Regions from separate parts of the Mus musculus genome. Here all the other regions are linked to region 1. The links are chromatin contacts, called in public HiChIP or PLAC-seq and promoter capture Hi-C maps. All regions are on one chromosome and are shown on one strand. The core of a region is the stretch at or near the end of the contact, and the rest is flanking DNA. Distances in the headings are between cores, read along the strand shown.

The links. Promoter capture Hi-C pulls out the DNA fragments that hold promoters and counts their contacts. HiChIP or PLAC-seq counts read pairs in DNA pulled down with a chosen protein or histone mark.
Region 2: a promoter capture Hi-C map of pre-B cells shows a contact between it and region 1, with 4 times the contacts expected there. The contact joins the promoter of Dhx8 here to the promoter of Nmt1 in region 1. A contact is called at or near these places in 2 of 39 promoter capture datasets (embryonic stem cells and pre-B cells).
Region 3: a contact with region 1 is called in an HNF4G HiChIP or PLAC-seq map of pancreatic cancer cells. The contact joins the promoter of Ifi35 here to the promoter of Nmt1 in region 1. A contact is called at or near these places in 1 of 39 promoter capture datasets (pre-B cells), 1 of 484 Hi-C or Micro-C datasets (B cells), 1 of 115 datasets of contacts at active chromatin or transcription factors (pancreatic cancer cells) and 1 of 9 other capture datasets (adipose tissue).

What each region holds. Positions count from the first base shown.
Region 1 is chr11:103,025,646-103,029,820 of GRCm38.p6, forward strand. It overlaps Nmt1 (N-myristoyltransferase 1), which reads left to right and starts at 2,898. Exons shown (of 12, transcript NM_008707.4): 1 at 2,898-3,057. The coding sequence starts at 2,927. It also overlaps a transcript of Dcakd not described here.
Region 2 is chr11:101,730,744-101,734,762 of GRCm38.p6, forward strand. It overlaps Dhx8 (DEAH (Asp-Glu-Ala-His) box polypeptide 8), which reads left to right and starts at 2,213. Exons shown (of 23, transcript NM_144831.2): 1 at 2,213-2,445; 2 at 3,413-3,498. The coding sequence starts at 2,298.
Region 3 is chr11:101,445,692-101,449,756 of GRCm38.p6, forward strand. It overlaps Ifi35 (interferon-induced protein 35), which reads left to right and starts at 2,721. Exons shown (of 7, transcript NM_027320.4): 1 at 2,721-2,931. The coding sequence starts at 2,911.

The DNA of each region.
Region 1 (4,175 bases), core at 1,648-4,147:
GGACAGACTGTAAGTCATCACAATAAATTGCCTCACCATAGAGACATTCCGTAAGTTCTGTGACTCTAGAGAACCCTGGCTAATTCGTGGGGTTAAAGGGCATCACCACTGCCCTTCTGGGTGTGCTTTTCTTATGAAAAGTCAGCTCAGCTGTCATTTCCTGCAGGACCCCTTCCCCCAGACTAAGGGCCTGGACTCTATTGCTGGGGCTGTTGTCATCCTGTCCCCTGGCCCCAATAAATAAAAATGTGTTCATTTATAAGTATTAGCTGTTTTTGTTGTTGAGAACAAAGTTTCATTAGCTAGCCCAGGCTGACCTCAAACTTGCGATTCTGGCTTAGCTGTGAAATCTTCTTTAAAAGATTTTTTTTATTGTTATTGTTTTTAATTATGTGTATGTTTATATATGTGTGTGGATTTATGTTGGTACCCACAGAGGCCAGAAAAGTACTATGGAATTCAGGGTGGCCTCAAACTTGCTATAATCCTCCTTCCTCTGCCCACAGTCCTAGGGTTACAAGAACCATCGCAGCTAGCAAAGCAAAATGTTGTACTTCAGCTGCAAACTCCAAGAATGGCAGGGCCCTCAGAAACCCACATCTTCCTTCTTTCTTGACCATAAACCATGTCTGTGCAAAAGCCAACAACACAGGTCTGGGAATTAGAATAGATGTAAGTTCTCATTCAAGCTTTGCAATTGAGCGTCACTGAATTTTGGGACACGTAGTTTTCTTCAAGTCCCCTCCCGTGTCTACTTTACAAGAGCATCTGAGTTCAAGGAGACAATAGAAAAGTTAACCTCGGGGCTGGAGAGATGGCTCAGCAGTTAAGAGCACTGACTGCTCTTCCAAAGGTCCTGAGTTCAAATCCCAGCAACCACATGGTGGCTCACAACCATACATAATAGGATCTGATGCTCTCTTCTGGAGTGTCTGAAGACAGCTACGGTGTACTTACACATAATAAATAAATCTTTAAAAAAAGAAAAAAGAAAAAAAAAGGAAAAAGAAAAGTTAACCTCCAGATGGTGAGACGGCTCAGTGGGTCAAAGTGCAAGCATGTACACATGTACACACATGCACACAGGAATACATGTAATATGCTGGAGGTAGTAGTGCATAGTGAACTCAGGGCCTTATGCATGCTAGGCATGTCCTCTACCAGGAAGCCCTAATGCGAATATGGTCAGCTGAGCCCAAGTGGGCAGCTTTGACTGCTTTCTGAAATCAAACAGAAATGACCAAGGAGTGTTTGCATCTTTGGAGTCTTACTTCTCTGGGCCTGCCGCTCAAGTAAGATGAGTTGGCTATATTTAGCTCTGCAGTTTCTTTTTTGTTGTTGTTGCTCTTGTTGTTTTCTGTGAGTCAGAAAAGGAATTGCTTCTTCCCTTGTTCAGTTTTACCAAGGCAAAGGTCATTTCCCTTTTCGGCCTTGCAGCTCTCTGATGGTAAGACCCAGTCTTTCACCACCCAGCATACTCAGCACAAATAGGAAGGCTCTAAGCCCTTGTCTTTGGGCAATCTTCTCAGGATTATGATTAGACTAGCTAGTTACAGGACAAAGCCCAGAGGGACAGAAGCATTTAGGCAATTCTAAGATAGATGCTGCATTTACCTGGCTATAACTGATTCGTCCTTGGAAGTTGCCTGGATCCAACAGTGTGACTGGTGTGACGGTGAAGCCTTACAGAGGGCACAGAGTAGGTAGATACAGATTTATAGACAGATTTTGCCGCCTACAAACAATGTACCAACTTTTCTGGAACAGTCTTTTCATCTGTGAAAAAGGAATAATAATGGCATAACACATTCTAAGCTTGTTAAAATTATAGGAATTCAGGTACAAAAAGTCTTACGCCAGAGCCTGGCGTGTAAGTGCTCATTAAAGTCTTGTGTTGGGAGTAGGGGAGCTCGTGAGGCCTCAACCCCAGACTAAGAACTACAGGCAATTAAGGAAGGCTAAAAATGGGGGAGGAAATAGTTCTTCCCAGGCACACCAGCCCTGAAATCATTTGCATACAACATTATGCTTACTGAACGGGCTATATTTATATATTTAGGAAAACACACACACACCCATATGTAACAACAACTAAAGAAAAAGAGGCCATGAATTTGAGAGCAAGGTGGGGTGTATATGGGAGGGGTTAGAGGAAGGAAAGGGGAAGTGGGGAAATGGTGTAATTATCATAATCTTAAAAAAAAAGACTTGTTATGGAAGGCTCTAGAGGAGAATCAAAGGGAAATGTGAAGAAGAGCGCAGTGCAAAATTAGAAGCCAAGAAATGGTAAGCCTCCCCTGCAAGCAATCAAGTCTTTGGCTCGGGGGCAGTGTTCCACACACCTCAATGCACTGCCTCTCGGTTTTAGATTTCCAAAGACCCAGGTCTCCCTAAAGGCTGGAGTAGGGAAGGCAGCCGAGAGCAAACCTATAGGAAAGTCCTCTGTAAGGGCATTTGAGCTCCTGGAGAATCGCAGCCATGAACCTCAGTGTCTTTCACTTACCCAGGAATGGTAACGGTCCTTAACGTTAGCCGATAACGGCTCATCTGTGGCCTGTTGATTACCAAGGGCGGCCTGAAAACCTTGGACTTTGCAAGCCCTTTACTTGCGAAACTCTAATTCAACATGGAACTGCAACTCCCAGCGTGCCCCGCGACCACCCTATAAGGCGTACAGCGCCCTTCGTCTCAGAGGGCGGCCGAACCTAGGGGCTTCCGGAATTGCTGCCCGCTCCTCCCAAGGCAGCGTCCCTTCATGATTTCTGGGTTTTGTAGTCCACATCGGTACAGTTTTTTGAAAACAAGCCACCCTTAGTGGCAGATTTCTTCACACAAACTACAAAACCCAGAATACAGCGCGTACTTCCTCTGTCCAATAGGAGCCCTCCATGTAGCGGGGCGCGGAGTCCGGCTCTCGCAACCCAAGATGGCGGATGAGAGTGAGACAGCAGTGAAGCTGCCGGCACCTTCGTTGCCACTGATGATGGAAGGGAATGGAAACGGCCATGAGCACTGCAGCGATTGCGAGAACGAGGAGGACAACAGCCACAACAGGAGGTAACGAGATCATCGTAGCCCAATTCCTGTCCGGTCTCCCACAAGCTGGGTATCTGGGGTGCGGGGAAGTCACCGGGAGCTTAGTCTAACCCCACCCCCATGTTCTTATTGGCTAAGCCATTGAGATCCTACCTAGCGATTGGTTTTTGTCTTTGTCACTTACCAGGATGGGTGCTCAGATATTAAGGGTCGGAGACATGCAATACTTTTATTATATAAAAGTTCTGTTTAGTGTACCACTCCCTTGCTTTAGGCACGATGGGGGAAAAGAACATTTTGAACGGTAGATTTCAGTAGTACAATGCAGAGCAATCTAGAAGCTGCGGTTCAGAAGGAACGTTACTTATAAAGGTGTATGAGAAACGTGACTAGCCATAAACTAATAATAAAACATTTCGTTGTAGTTCACGCTCAATGAGGAAATTCACTAGGCTATACAAGCCATGCATATAATTATGTTGTAAAATATAACTGCCAGACAAGTCCGAAATATAAACTCACTATGATCCTATGTTATTAGTGATGTGATGTTTTGATTTATTCAGTGTCTGTTGCCTCAAATAATCGGTGAAGAGTCAATTTCATTGTACCTTCACTTTGTTAATTTAGTGAAGGGCCTCAAAGCTTCAATAAACTGATGTTGCTTCTTGGAGAACATGTGGTATTTGTGGGGTACTACTGCACGTCTTGTACTTTAGGGTCTCCCTGGGGTTTTTTGTTCGTTATGTTTTGCCTTTTTAGACAGGTTCTACTGTGTAGCTATGGCTGGCCTGGGGCATACAATGTAGAACAGATTGACTCCAAACTTGGGGTGATGTTCTTGTCTCTCGGGTATGGGGATTAGTACTGTTACAGGTCACTGTGTAGGTCAGGGTCTTACTATAAGTAATTTCAGTCTTTTGTTAGTAGAGAAGAAGAAATGGGCCAGATATTTGAGAATTTGTATTTGTCTTTGTTTTTCCAATCAGTACATCAGTAAGCCAGTCACGAAAAATGATGTATTTAAGTTCATATTATTTTCCTGCTGCTCTAACGCCCCCACCCAATATGTATGTATGTATGTATGTATGTATACATATGTATATTTTTGTGTAGAGACTTGTGGGTGTGTGATTGAG
Region 2 (4,019 bases), core at 963-3,462, 1.3 Mb before region 1:
TTTTAAAAAAGATTTATTATCTTTATTTTAGGTGTATGAGTCTTTTGCCTGCATGATGTCTGTGCACCATGTGAATGCAATGCCTATGGAGTCCAGAAAGGGTGTCAGATCTCCTGGAACTGAAGTTACAGTTGTGAGCTGTCATGTGGGTGCTGAAAATTGAACCCAGGTCCTCTGGAAGAGCAGTCAGCACCCCCAAATCACTGAGGCATCTCTTCAGCTCTTCCTTATCTGCTTTTTACATAGTTTGGGGGGGGGGTTTGAACCCAGTGCTCCCTGCATGCTAACCAAGCACTCTACCAAACAAGCTACAACCCCAGTACTCAAAAGAAGATAAAATGTAACACACTGTCCTGTAAGCCTCCCCCAGTTCGTGTGGCCGCGGGTGGCTACAGTGTCCTGTTCATGTTTACTCTTGAGACATACACACAGCAATTCTCAAACAATTCTGAAAGTTGTTACCATGACTACATGTTATGATTCTATAGCGTTTTTGTGTGGTTGTTAATAGGGTCTTTCTTGCTAGGTAGCTCAGGCTGGCCTCAAACTCACCATGTAGTTACTAAGGCTGACTTTCTGTCTCCTGAGAAGTGCTGGGATTTACCAGGCATGATTTACACCTGGGATATTAGTCTTTTCATTTAGCTTTAGCTGTCCCAGAACTCACTATGTTGACCAGGTTAGCCTAGGACTCACAGAGATCTGCCTGCCTCTAGCTCCCAAGTACTGGGATTAAAATCGAGTGCAGCCATGTCCAATTTAGAGTCTTTTCTGATAGAGCTTTAAAAAACAGCTCCCAATCTCTTTGTCCTTTCTTCTTGTTAAGTGTTAAAAGTGCAGCTGGATAGAAATATGAAGTTTTAGTAGCAAGGAGATGTAGAGAAAGAAGGGTCAAGTGGAATTAACTCCTGAAACCTAACTCCATACTGGCAGATAAGCAAGCAGCATCAAGGGCAGACTTTCTCATTCTGTTCACGGAGAAAGGAAGGAAGGAAGGAAGGAAGGAAGGAAGGAAGGAAGGAAGGAAGGAAGGAGTGAGTCCTGGAGAAATGGCTCATGGTTCTGAGCACTGGTCACTCTTCCAGAGGATCTGGGTTCAATTTCCAGCACTCACACCGAAGCTCACAACTATCTGTTACTCCAGTTCCAGGGGATCTGACATCCTTACACAGACATGAATGCAGGCAAAACCATGTATAGGAAATAAAAACAAGTAAGTTATAAGGAAGGGAAGGGCATCAGGAACTCAGATGGCAATGTACTAAATCCTTGGGAACCTGGAAACACGGAACTACTGTGATAGTCCTTTGCCTGCAATTTTGAGAGAGGTTCTCACTGTGTAACTTTGGCTGACTTCAGTCTCAGAGAACAGCTTGTTTCTGCCCTCCGAGTGCTTCAATTAAAGGAGAGCACCAGCCTGCCCAGCTTCCCTGCAACTCGTTATCACTGAAGTGTTCCCAATAATTCAAAGACACAGTAGTGCAACAGAGTCAGCCAACAGTAGCAGAGGGGGCTCATTTTCTGTCTTTTGACTGATGGGAGGGCTACTCACCTTAGAGGAAGTATTTTCTTGTTTTTTACACAGAATACTAAGACATGGGAAACCCTTCATCTTCATTGCAAGGTTCTGCCAAAGGGAAAAGTAAAAGTTGGGACACCTGAATTTATGACCTCAGGTTCACAACACAGCTGACATTTAGAGAAGCAGATTTTAAGAGGACTGAGGGTTTTGGCAACAGGAATGCTTGAGATAAGCTTTGCTGGACCACTCGCAGTTTGGGGGGGTTATAACAGCAACTAATATTTTCAGTGTGCCTACTGTGGCTCAGCCACTTTGCATATCTATTTCATTTAGACCGTATTATCCGAGTTTACAGATAAGCAGCCAGAATCTAGCGTCTGCTGGTGTAAGGTCACTTGAGATCACTTGCCATGAGGTCAGGAACTGAGCTGATCAAGGACAAGCCAACTTGCTTTTCCGAGGCGCTGTTCAGTCGCGCAGGCCACGGTCGCCCTCTGCTGACGGATCACAGAGGCGCGCTGAGATTGATCCTTAAAAAAACCTAAAGGCGGGTGGAGTCTTCCCCCCCGCTAGAGGCCGCCACTGAACGAACAGCGTAACTCAGTGCGTCTGGCCCGTCTGTGGGAACTTCCTGCCAGATCTCGCTGATCCTTACAAAGACGGTTAACTTTACTTGACGTCCCTGTAAACAAAAGAGACGAGCGCCGACCCGGAAGTGGAAGCTGTGGCTTCGCGTTCTGGCCGGCCGGAAGGAGACCAAAGGGAAGTTGTAGCCATGGCTGTAGCCGTGGCCGCCGCCGGGGTCCTAATGGGCTCGGAGCCCGGCCCGGCGGAAGAACTCGCTAAACTTGAGTACCTGTCTTTGGTGTCGAAGGTTTGCACGGAGCTGGACAATCACTTGGGCATCAACGACAAGGATCTGGGTGAGCTGGAGGAAGGTCCCGATGGCTTTTGATTTTGGGGGTGAGGGAGGCAGGAGAGAAGCGGTTGATGGTGTGTGTGTGTGTGTCTGTCTGTCTGTGTCTGTGTGTGTGTCATCGTGACTTGGGCTCCGGGAACCTGTGGCGGTGGCCTCTGCTTGAGAACCATCCGGTCCGAGCTATTAGAAACCATTTCTGTGAGCTGCCGGTGAAGGCTGGGGCAGCAATTTCTGCTCGATTGTTGTTTTTCAGTTCTGGGGGGCGAAATAGCTTTAACAATAGCAGCAGCAGCAGCCCCCGCGAAGATGATGGTTGTAATTACGGCCAGTAATTTTTAGAAGCTCACAAGATATTATGGGTAGCTCTTCATCTACATTATCTTGTTTGGTCTTCGCACAGTCAGGCAGTAGTCAGCATCTACTTCGAGCTTGTGCTTTGAGCCGTGCTCTTAAATTAGTTACATCTTCTTATCTCTCACATACTAGTCATTAGATGTTTAAGGGCAAACTGTGACTAGGGGACCCAGAGAGAAAATAAGAAAGGCTCGGGGCCCAGATCGTAATTATATGCATAGCCGGAGCCCTTGTGAAAATGAGAGGCCGAGTATGTGAATTAGAAGCATGAGGGGAACACTTCCGTTTGATAGGTACAGGGTTGGGTGGTGTTGGGCTTTTTCAGAATGTCCTCAAAAGTAAATGACAGCCAGGCAGGCGCCTAGGATCTCAGGCTTGGGATGTGAGGGCAGAATGATTAGTAATTCCAAAGTCACACGTAGATAATCTGAGGGTAGCTTGGGCATGGTATGTATCAGGGTATGACCCGTCACAAAAAACGACGACAAAGCCGGGCAGTGGTGGCGCACGCCTTTAATCCCAGCACTTGAGAGGCAGAGGCAGGCGGATTCCTGAGTTCTTTTATAATTTAATTATTATCTGAGTCCATTTATAATTCCTTTTTTTTTTTTTAACAGCTGAATTTGTCATCAGTCTTGCTGAGAAAAATACTACCTTTGATACTTTTAAGGCTTCTCTGGTCAAAAATGGTGCAGAATTCACAGTATGTATATCTGAAGATTCTTTGTTTCCTTTTTGTTTCTTTGGTGTTGCTACTGAATTTAAATTTTGATCGCACTAAAGGATTTTTAAGTAGGAAGGAGCGATTTGTGCATATCAAGTAAATAAGCCATCAAATGTGTAAAGTTGCGTTGCTGGCCAGGGAGCCAGATTCCTTCCCCACTGTCCTAGGAGAATGCCGCAGGACTTCCGGCAGTAAGTCTGAGGATGCTGACATTCTTTTGTTGTTGTTGTTGGTTTGTTTGTTTTTAATTTTTTATTAGATATTTTCTTCACTTACATTTTTTAAAGATTTATTTATCTTATTTATGTGAGTACACTGTAGCTGTCTTCAGACACTCACCATAAGAGGGCATCAGATCCCATTACAGATGGTTATGAGCCACCATGTGTTGTTGCTGGGAATTGAACTCGGGACCTCTGGAAGGGCATTTGGTGCTCTTAACCCCTGAGCCATCTCTCCAGCCCCTGATGTTGACATTCTTGTTCTGTGAATCAGGACGT
Region 3 (4,065 bases), core at 1,471-3,970, 1.6 Mb before region 1:
TTAGGTATTTTCCTCATTTACATTTCCAATGCTATCCCAAAAGTCCCCCATACCCTCCCACCGACCCCCACTTTTTGGCCCTGGCATTCCCCTATTCTGGGGCATATAAAGTTTGCAAGTCCAATGGGCCTCTCTTTCCAGTGATGGCCGACTAGGCCATCTTTTGATACATATGCAGCTAGAATCAAGAGCTCCGGGGTACTGGTTAGTTCATAATGTTGTTCCACCTATAGGGTTGCAGTTCCCTTTAGCTCCTTGGATACTTTCTCTAGCTCCTCCATTGGGGGCCCTGTGATCCATCCAGTAGCTGACTGTGAGCATCCACTTCTGTGTTTGCTAGGCCCCGGCATAGTCTCACAAGAGACAGCTATATCTGGGTCCTTTCAGCAAAATCTTGCTAGTGTATGCAATGGTGTCAGCGTTTGGAAGCTGATTATGGGATGGATCCCTGGATATGGCAGTCTCTAGATGGTCTATCCTTTCGTCACAGCTCCAAACTGTGTCTCTGTAACTCCTTCCATGGGTGTTTTGTTCCCAATTCTAAGAAGGCACAGTGTCCACACTTTGGTCTTCGTTCTTGAGTTTCTTGCGTTTATGTTCCTGGCATTTTCAATGAGAAACACAAGTGTCCTCAGAAGCAGGGAGTTTGCAACCAGCCTGGTCTACTGCAGTTGGTAGACAGAGCCAGTCTATATGATAGGTTTCAGACAGCCAGGGTGATAGTGAAACCTTGCTGTGAAGCCACTCCCACCCCTTACCACATGGACACATTCAGAAAATACAAGTATGTGGATGGTACTCAGGCAGGCAGGTGGATCTCTGAGGCTGAGGCCAGCCAGTGTTGCATTGTGGCACCATCTCTGAAGCATAAGGGAACAACTTCAGGTGCTGGCTAGTGCAGGGTTAAGGAGTTTTGTCCAGGGTACTTTCTGTCTTGTCAGTGCTAAATGACTCAGTGAAAGATTCATTAAGAGAAATCCTGGGGGCTGGTGAGATGGCTCAGTGGGTAAGAGCACCCGACTGCTCTTACGAAGGTCCAGAGTTGAAATCCCAGCAACCACATGGTGGCTCACAACCATCCGTAACAAGATCTGACTCCCTCTTCTGGTGTGTCTGAAGACAGCTACAGTGTACTTACAAATAATAATAAATAAATCTTTAAAAAAAAAAAAGAAATCCTGAGGCTGGAGACACTGGTGGTTCAACAGTTCAGAACTCTGCACTTAGCCAGGCAAGGTGGCGCACGTCTTTAATCCCAGCACTCGGGAGGCAGAGGCAGGCGGATTTCTGAGTCCGAGGCCAGCCTGGTCTACAAAGTGAGTTTCAGGGCAGCCAGGCCTATACAGAGAAACCCTGTCTCGAAAAAAAAAAAAAAAAAAAGCACTGACTTCTTTCAGAGGCTCTGAGTTCAAATCCCAGCAACCACATGGTGGCTCACAACTATCTGTAATTAGAATCTGATTCACAACTCTGGTGTGTTTCTGAGGACGGCTACTGAGTGCTCATATAAATAAAAGGGGGCTGGTGAGATGGCTCAGTGGGTAAGAGCACCCGACTGCTCTTCCAAAGGTCCAGAGTTCAAATCCCAGCAACCACATGGTGGCTCACAACCATCCTTAATGAGATCTGATGCCCTCTTCTGGTGTGTCTGAAGACAGCTACAGTGTACTTACATATAATAAATAATAAATAAATCTTAAAAAAAAAAAAATAAATAAAAAATAAATAAATAAATAAATAAAAGGGCTTTTTAGTTGGGCTGGTGAGATGGCTCAGTGGATAAAAGCACTGACTGCGCCAGACAGTGGTGGCTCAACGCCATTAATCCCAGCACTTGGGAGGCAGAGGCAGGCGAGTTTCGGAGTTCCAGGCCAGCCTGGTCTACAAGACAGCATGGTTACAGGACAGCCAAGGCTACACAGATAAAACCCCTGTCTCGGAAACAATAAAACCAACAAAAAGCACTGACTGCTCTTCCGAAGGTCCTGAGTACAATTCCCAGCAACCACGTGGTGACTCGAAACCATCTGCAATGTGATCTGACTCCCTGGTCTGGAGTGTCTGATGACAGCTACAGTGTACTTACACATAATAAATAAATCTTTTTTAAAAGAAAAAGGTTACCAATAGCCATGTGGATACTGGGAGTTGAACCTGGGTCCTCTGGTACTCAACAGCTGAACCCTTTATATTTTGGGTTTTGGAGGTAGGATTTCTCTGTGTACCTGTGGCTGCCCTGAAAAATCACTCTGTAGACTAGGCTTGACTGGTCACAGAGATCCACCTGCCTCTTTGAACGCTGGCATCAAAGATGTGCCGCCGCCACTTGACTCACAGGTTTTTTTTGTTTTGTTTTTTTTTTTTGGTTTTTTGGAGACAGTTTCTCTGCATAGCCCTGGCTGTCCTGGAACTCACTTTGTAGACCAGGTTGGCCTCGAACTCAGAAATCCGCCTGCCTCTGCCTCCAGGGTGACTCACAGTTCTTTAATCACAGCTTTTTGGAGGCAAAAGCAGACAGATCTCAAGGGTGTGAAGCCAGCTAGAGCTGCAGTACTGAGAGCCTGTCTGTCTGGAAGTCTTAAAAATCCTACCATGGTTTATGCTAGAACTGGCTGCCTGGGAAAGTCTTCCCTTTGCGGTCCCAGGAGCACATGCCTGACTGGGTAGTTAGATTTGATGACTTGGAAGGCTCCGCCCAAGGGTGGGGCTGTATGCTCAGAAGCAGAATTCACAGAAATGAAAGTGGAAGTGAGGCCGGCAAGCAAGCAACAGCAGTGGAAGTGTGTTTCAGACGCTGCTGGAGGCTGAGGAGACCAGAGCCACCTCTGAGGGGTCAAAGAGTTTAGTCCTTCAGAACTCTTCACTGCCAACCCTGCTCTGAAGCCCCAGCTTCTGCCAGACGTGAGAGCCATGTCTGTGACCCTGCAAACTGTAAGTACGGGAGCAGGGGAGCATTTGTCGCATGTGGGGAGGGGCGGGAACACAGTGTTCTAGGCTTAGACCTGCTCGGCTCAAGCCTGCTAAGGGTGGAAGAGAAGTAGAGCGCTTAGGGTACCTTGGTCTGTGGATCTTGTCATTTACCTATTGTCAAAACCAGGACTCTGACACCTAAAGTAAGGACCTTGATCATTCTTTTTGGTTTTTCGAGACGGGGTTTCTCTGTTTAGCCCTGGCTGTCCTGGAACTCACTCTGGAGACCAGGCTGGCCTCGAACTCAGAAATCTGCCTGCCTGTGCCTCCCAAGTGCTGGGATTAAAGGTGTGCGCCACCACTGCCCGGCCTTGATCTTTCTTTATGTGGATGTATGCTTCAGGGTTGTAGAGAGCTGTAAGCATCAAAGGTTTCTGGCTATTCTAAACAGCAAAGGGAATACTCTGAGGTACTTCCCAGCCAAAAACTCCTCCCCTCAGAATGCCATGTCAACCTGACCATTGGTCCTCTCTGGGACAGGTGGTCTTTCTAAGTGCCTCTGACTGAGGCCACCTCAGATAGGCTAGGTTGAGCTGTGAAGTCTGCCTGCCAACAGCCAGTGAGGCCTCAGGAGGAAGCACAGTGGGCAGCCACCTTCGAGGAGGGATCCAATGCAGCTTGTCCTCAGCAGCTCTGCCTCCCCTTGTTAGTCTTCTGGCACGGAAAACTTCCATTTATCTCCCAGATACAATAAAAAAAGGGAGCGATTTGGAGCCAAATAAGGAAAAAGCAATATTGAAGAGCCAACCTGCCTGGTTTCAGATCCTAGTTTCTTCAGACATGTTGCACTGGACCAAACATTAGCTTTTCTAAAGTTGACAGTCTAATCCCTTCACTTACTATGTAGGGATATTACACTTCTTCACAAAGATACCTAGAGGGAAGGCTAGAGAGCTAGCTCAGTCTATAAACTGCTTACCTTAAGAGTATGAGAAGAGGGGCTGGAGAGATGGCTCAGTGGTTAAGAGCACTAAATGCTCTTCCAGAGGTCCTGAGTTCAATTCCCAGCAACCACATGTAATGGGATCCGATGCCCTCTTCTGATGTGCCTGAGAAAAGCAACAGTGTACTCACATACATAAAATAAACAAATCT